Linked DNA regions of Mus musculus: region 1 is linked to region 2. Evidence: chromatin contacts called from public Micro-C data. All regions are on one chromosome and are shown on one strand. The core of a region is the stretch at or near the end of the contact, and the rest is flanking DNA. Distances in the headings are between cores, read along the strand shown.

The links. A called contact is a pair of places that touch in the nucleus more often than the background predicts.
Region 1: a Micro-C map of embryonic stem cells shows a contact between it and region 2, with 6 times the contacts expected there. The contact joins the promoter of Igf2 here to the promoter of Nkx6-2 in region 2. A contact is called at or near these places in 1 of 39 promoter capture datasets (cranial neural crest) and 3 of 484 Hi-C or Micro-C datasets (all in embryonic stem cells).

The regions. Positions count from the first base shown.
Region 1 is chr7:142,655,757-142,659,140 of GRCm38.p6, forward strand. Igf2 (insulin-like growth factor 2) reads right to left here and starts at 1,740. Exons shown (of 4, transcript NM_001122737.2): 1 at 1,632-1,740; 2 at 1-60. The coding sequence starts at 54.
Region 2 is chr7:139,580,899-139,584,473 of GRCm38.p6, forward strand. Nkx6-2 (NK6 homeobox 2) reads right to left here and starts at 1,899. Exons shown (of 3, transcript NM_183248.3): 1 at 1,236-1,899; 2 at 983-1,155; 3 at 322-790. The coding sequence starts at 1,641. The coding sequence ends at 536. It overlaps Gm33031 (a long non-coding RNA gene), which reads left to right and starts at 1,898. Exons shown (of 7, transcript XR_003946896.1): 1 at 1,898-3,575.

The DNA.
Region 1 (3,384 bases), core at 490-2,989, 3.1 Mb after region 2:
GAAGGCCAAAGAGATGAGAAGCACCAACATCGACTTCCCCACTGGGATCCCCATTGGTACCTGGAGAAAGAAACGCAGGCTTTGAGCTAGAGGCCCCCAAGCCACACCCCTAATCCCAGGAGAATGGCTCACCCCCACCCAGGCCCCACCAAAGACACCTATCATCTCTTAATTAAAAATGCAATTGGAATCTGAAAGACAGCCATGTCACTATTTATTTAACCTGTGAAAACAGGGGGACTTGAATTGCTGAGGTCAAAAACTACTTTGAGTGTGGAGAAATTCAATGGACCCCAGGAAGGCACCCCGTGGTGGCTTTGAACTGTAAGAAACCCTTGAGGACCACCCATCCATGGGCGCAATTGCAGCTTAACCACACCCACAGCAGCAGGGGCCAGTGCTGGACACTGGACCTGGTTTCCATGCTATGACATCATGGGGGTGGGGCCAGCCCAAGGGCACATCACTACTGCCACTCCTACTCTGGCCTCCAAGCATTGGCCAAGATGGCAGATAGCTCCACCCCACCCACCATGGAGCATGTGCATCCAAAGGGACCATTCCCAACCTACCCGCCCCCCAGCTGGCCACCCCTCCCTAAGCAGCAGAGCCAGCCCCACCCATCCACCCCACCTCCCAGGCCATGGTGAGCAGGGCCCATGTCAGAATCCAATGGTTAGCGCAATGGGATAGCCAGCACTCCTGTGAGCCTTGCTCTCCAGGGTCACCCAGTCCTCCAAGTATAGACTTTCCTGGGCACCTCAGAGCTTGCCATCCATGGTCAGGGACCCTAGAGGGTCCCTTTATGGCCCATAGAATCATCTTTCTGATAAGAGCTAAATTTACCCAGGGCAGCAGTTTGGGTCCTTGGGAGGCTAAACACCCCATTTTGGAGGGACACACCCCCTCCACAGGCTATGTGGCTACAGGCGGGGACAATGGTTAGCTAGCTTTTTTAGTGGTGGGAGGCCACGATGACCCACAGTAAGCCACCCTTGACCCTTCAGTTAAGTAGAGCCCTCCAGGCCGCAGCCTCAATCTCTGCTCCATAGGCCCAGGGGATTTCTTGCTGCAAAGAAACATGTGAGAGACCAGTGCGGAATAATCAAGAAACAAATTTGTTCGAGCTCCCTTGGGTAACTAAAAGTCATCTTTGCCCACTTCATCAAGACCCAGACCGATCCTCCCAATACCCTCTGTGCCACCAACCACTTGCGATCAGCAGGCTATAGCTACAGCAGTTAGTTCTGGGGGCGGGGGGCAGGCAGACGGAGCTGACCTCGAAGTCCCTTCCCAAAGCCAAGACCACACTGGCTGGTTCAGCCCAGGTGTCCAGGAGAAGCAAGCAGGAGATTGACCAGGAGGCAAGGGACAGGTGAGGGCCCAGGGAAGGCCCGAATTTGTTGGAGTGGGGAGGCAGAGAGGAAGGAAAAGTAGAGGACTGGGCAGGTAAGGAAGCCTGGATCTAGTGGGGGGCATAGGACAGAGGCTGAGGGAGAACGAAGGCTTGGGAGAGGTAGCAGGCCCGGCTGCAAGGGCAGAGGCCTCAGGCTACCCGGTGCCCTGACCACCCCACTGGGCAAGCCGGAGTGGGGATGGCAGCAGGGTCCTGGCTCCACAGCCCTGGTTACCTGAAGTTGGGTAAGGAGGCCGCTGGGGCTGGAAGAGGATGAAGACAGGAAAAGGCTGGAAGGTTCTCACAGGAGAAGCTAATGTCCAGTTTGCGAACTGGTCAGTGCCTCCGCTTTTTATGTCTGAGTGGCTCCTCCCAGTCCCGGCTCCACCCTACCCCCCACCCCCTCCCTGCTGACCACTCCCCCCGCCCCCTTTGCACCCGCCCCCTCCCTCCTTCCAGCCAGTCCCTTTTCTCCTGCACCCCCAAGAGCTAGCCTTGGACCATTCCTTAGCAAAGCACCACCAGTGGGAGGGGGGCCTCATCGTGCGCCCCCAGCCCTTTCTGCACAGACCAATGGGGGGAGGGAGGGGGCTCCTTCCCACATCCTCCTATGGAAAGTTACACCCAGTAAAAGGCAGGGGCAGTTATTTCTCTTTGAACTGTAACATTTCTGCCCTTCTGAGCCCGAAACCGTCCCCTCTCCCCCCAACATTCCAGGTTGGGAATGTTGGGGACAGAGTTGGGGTGTGTGGGTGGGGGGAAAAGCTAACTGTGGGGTCTGGCTTGACTCTTTTACCAATTTTGGGGGGCTCTTGGCCCCGCCCACCCACTTTTCCTTCCTGTCTCATTGGCACAAAGTCAACATACCAGGGTGGGCTTCGGAGACTCTGCCCCCCTCCTCATCACTCAGCACCCTTGGGGGGGGGTGTACAGGGCCTGCACAGCACGAATCGTACATTTTATGCAGCTCATCCATCCCCCCCTTCCCCAACACACAGTAAAGCACCAGGAAGTCTCCTGTGAGTTCAACTTACACACCCCCTCCCCAACAGCCCCCATACCCCCGCCCCTTCCCCCACTCCATGGCGCAAGGGGGAACAAAAGTTTGCTTAGGGAACGAGCCCCCAGCCCCCCACCCACCGCACCAGTCCCGCCATGCCCAAGCCGGGCTCTGCGCACCCCCCACTCCCAGGGCCCCTGAGAGCCCTTACCTGGAAGCCGGCGACGCTGCCGCCCATCTCCCTGCTGCGGGTATGCAAACCGAACAGCGGGCGAAGGCCCTTCTGCCGGGCACTCCTCTGCCAGCGCCGCTCTGCCCGAGTCGCAGAGGCCGAATGTGCGACGGGACAGAACGGGGAGATGGCTTTTTTGGTGGGGAGGGGGGCGTCTCTTCTGCTTCTTTAGGGTATCTTAGGGCTGGGGCGGGCCAGATATTGTACTTTCGGGGGGGAAAAGGTATCGGGAAATGAGGTCAGCTGTTGTATCAAGGATAGTTGGGGGGCAGAGATAGTGAGAGAGACAGAGTGAACGTGAAAGGGGGGGACCACAGAGAGGGAGAGAGGGAGAGAGGACAGCGAGAGGCGGGTAGGCTCACAGCGGGAGAGGACAGCACGGAGAGAAACAGAAAGCGTATAATTAATCCACTTGGGTAGGCGAAGGCAGAGGGCGGACGTGAGGGGGAGGGAGTCTGAGGCGAGGAGGAACGGGGAGGGGGCAGGAGGGGAGCTTAGGAAAGGTGGCGGGTAAGCGGGTGCGCGAGGGGGGGCGCACCCTAAGCAGAGGAGAGGATGCAACTTCGAAGGACCGAGGACGGTGTTGAGGGGGGAGGAATGGAGGCGTCACCCCGGCCACGGGCACCCAGCTCGGTTAGGGTCGACGGAGCCCTCAGCCGTCGTAAGCCCGGGCTTCTTGTGGGGGGGACAGGCGTGGCGGCGCCTCAGCTGCTCGGGACTGCAGCGAAAAGAGGGGAGCAGCCGGGCTGCGCACCG
Region 2 (3,575 bases), core at 649-3,148:
GGCCCAGCTCCTCCAAGCACTGCGCAGCGGTGTCCTTCCCTTCCCCGGCGGCTGAAGCTGCCTTCCCACGACCCGGGGCATGCTCAGTCTCACAACCTCTGCGCTCCTGCAAGCTGCCATCACCGTGCGCTCTGGGACCATCACCAGGCACTCAACCTCTGAACCAAAGGCGCACACGGGCCCCAGGTCGTCATCAAGCACTGTCGCGCCCCCCTGCGCCAGTCTCTGGCGCCCACAGAGAGAACAGGCTAGGTGGGTCTGCAGGGTCCTGCCCGCCCGCTGGTGCCAGCTCCGTATGGAAGAAACACGATGTGCAGCCTTGGGAGCCACGGCTCCGACGAGGACGTGTTAAATAATTTATTGATTATACAAAGTGATCGGCCCAAACCCCGTACTCCGCCATCACGCCAAGGCCGCGCCAACGTCCGCTTTATAACTTATTCTGTAAAAATATATATACACACTGCGGCTGGGCGGCTGGCGTCGGGGCATGCCGCGAGTCCCGGTTCTCGGGTTCTCCGGCCTGGCCGCGTCCTCACAAGGCGTCCCCCGCGCTGCCACCACACGGGCTAACGAGCGCCAAGTTCGAGGGTTTGTGCTTTTTGAGAAGCCGCGTGATCTTCTCGTCATCGGAGTTGGGGTCCAGGGGCCGGTTGTATTCGTCATCGTCCTCCGCGTCTGAGCCACCCACCTTCAGCTTCTCGGCATCCGAGTCTTGCTTCTTTTTAGCCGACGCCATCTCTGCCGCGTGCCGCTTGCGCCACTTGGTCCGCCGATTCTGGAACCACACCTGGGGGTTTGGGGGAGGGATCATCAGACGGGCACCGAGGCTCGCCTCACCCGACCAGCACTCCGGACCCGCCTGGCGCCAGCGCTTTCCGCGGTCCGGCCGCAGCCGAACCGCCGCTCGCCGGCCGTTCGCAGGACGCGGACTCCGGGCCCCGCCTCAATACTGCTGGACCCCGGCCCATTTCGAGCTCACCTTCACTTGGCTCTCGGTCATGCCCAGAGAGTAGGCAAGCCGCGCGCGCTCTGGGCCTGCCAAATACTTGGTCTGCTCGAAAGTCTTCTCCAGCGCGAAGATCTGCTGGCCGGAGAAAGTCGGCCGCGAGTGTTTCTTCTTGCCATCCTTATCCAGGACCCCGCCGGCTTGGGCTGCGAAGAAGAGCCAGTGAGCGCAGTCCGAGGCCCGCGCCCAGCCCCTCTCCTTACCGAATCCCGCGCGGGCCACTTACCGGAGCCGGCCAGTCGCGGGTCCCTCCAGGGAGAGCCCTGCACCACCCCAGGCCAGAAGATGGGCGGGCGCCCAGGCAGTTCCGCCAGCGGCTTGGGGTAGCCCCGAGCCACGGCGGCTGCGGGCCCGAAGTAGACACCTGCAGACGAGGCGAGCCCGTTGAGACGGGGCAGACTTCCTAGGAGGCCGCCACCCGCTGCGCCCACCGGCCGTCCCAGGATGTCGCTGATGCCGTGCGGAGTGCCTAGAGGCAACTGCGCGCCAAGGCTGCCTAGGGCGGGTGTCTTGAAGCCCGCCGGGCCCTGCAGCGCGTAGGGGAACAGCGACGTCTTCATCTCAGCCATGTTGTGCAGCGCGGCTAAAGGCGCGCTGCTCAGCACAAACGCACCCGGGCGGTTAGCGTCCATGGGCGCCGCCGCCTCCGACCCGGGCGCCCATCCGGGCCCCGCTGCCACCGCCCGCACCCGCCGGCTCGGGAAGTTTGCGCGCGGCGCCGAAGAGCGCCGGCTACGCTGGGACGGGTGGACCGCGTTTCAAACGAACGCCGACGGCCCCTACGGGAAAGCGAGAGGACCGACGGCTGTTGCGCTGAATGGGCGGCGGTCAGAGAGAAGGCAGGGATACTAAGGGCGGCGGGAGCGGCAGTGGCGGCTCCGGGGCAGGTCGGAGCGGCGCCGCGCGGGATGGACGCACTGATAACCGCGGGGCCTGGGCGCGGCGCGCGCGCTGATTGGCTGAAGGCACTGGCGACCAGGCCATTGGCCAGCGTCCGGCCCGTCTGCGCGCGCCCCCGCCGGCCATGCACTCCATGAAGGGCCCATTAGCGAGGCAGGTGCCTCCGGGACTGTAAATTTGCCCCCTGATTTATCTCCCTAGAGATGAAATAAATCCCGTTGGATGGGAGTTTAGTTAGGCAAAGGTTTTAATGGGAAAATCAGGAAAAAATACGAGAACATATTTTATCGACCGAAAGAATGTAGATTTCAAGATCCACTCCGAAAGCTCAAGCTCAGTATGCTTAGTTCAGGGAAGAGCCTGGGACGGCTGGACGCCACAGGTCAGGGCACTCCATCTTGGATCAGGGCCCAAGCCCTGTACTGGGGTTCCTTCTCCTTCCCAGCTCGTGGTGGTGTGGGCTGTTGTGAACTTGTGGGTATAACTTTTCTGGGTGGATTTTGAACGAAAAAGGGTGGACTCTAGGGACCAGATAGATTTGGCTTCCTCAGATCTGCCAAACTCTGCCAACTGAACTCACTGACTTTAGATGGCTCCAGGCAACCGGTGACCTTACTACCACACACACACACACACACACAACCTATGCTGTCCTCCCGTTCTGAAATCCTTGAAGTTGGGTTGGGGTATCTGGGAGAGGCTAGGCCGTCCCCCTTGAACTTTTATGCTTATTAGGCACTCACCTAGGAGGTTACCCGTGTCCAGACTTTGAGGCCCAGGACCAGAATTCTCCTGCTTATTGCTTTCTGGCAAGCTGGACCTCGGGCCAGAATGCAGCGGTTTTGGAATTCAAGAACCAGGACGAAAGGATCACCTTACTCACTGACTTCGGCTGGGTATGCGTTTGCAGTCTAGCGGACAGAGCACTGGCTATAGACCCGGCCTGTAGAGCCCACTAGGCCTTAATTTCTTTTCTAGTACAGGGGCCTCTCACTCCATAAAATTGTTGGGCAGTTAACTGAAGTTGCAGCCACCTAGTGCGGCGGCGCACAGCAGGATCCGAGAAGGTAGCACGCTGGCGCTTATTTCTTTCCTCCTCTTGAGCAGTGCTTACTGTTAACCTCATAATACCTAGTACTGATTGTGATACAACCTGTGGAAATAGAATCTACTGTTTCCGGTCCTGGCGATTTAAGCAGAGGCCCTGTGCAGTTTGTTAATAACGACTTTCCCCTTTTGCCCTGGTCTCCAAGGTTTCTGTCTTACGGGCAAAAGTGATCCTAAAGGCTTCACGTAGGGGCCTAACGTCCACTGCTGCTGGTCCTCTTAGAAGTTCAGTTTCGTTTTTTAACAGTTAGTGTGGGGTCTTTACGCCACGCGTCTCCATCAGGTCAAGGCTTGGAAAGCCACTTTATGGCGGGAACTGGAAATAAGTGCTGTGGTCCCGCTGACTTCTGCAGGACCTGAAAGACCTTGCACGTATGATCCTCACCCATCCTCCCGTACGCAGTGGCCCCTAGCGCCTAGAGGTTTCAGTTACTGGCTTCCTAGTCTGAGTCTACACTCTCAGGATCCATTTGGGCGCGAGCAGCAGCAGCGGGGGCTAGGCTCAGTTCCCTCCAGCACCGAGCACACCGCCCGCTGGAAAGTCTGGGCTTTCTGATGG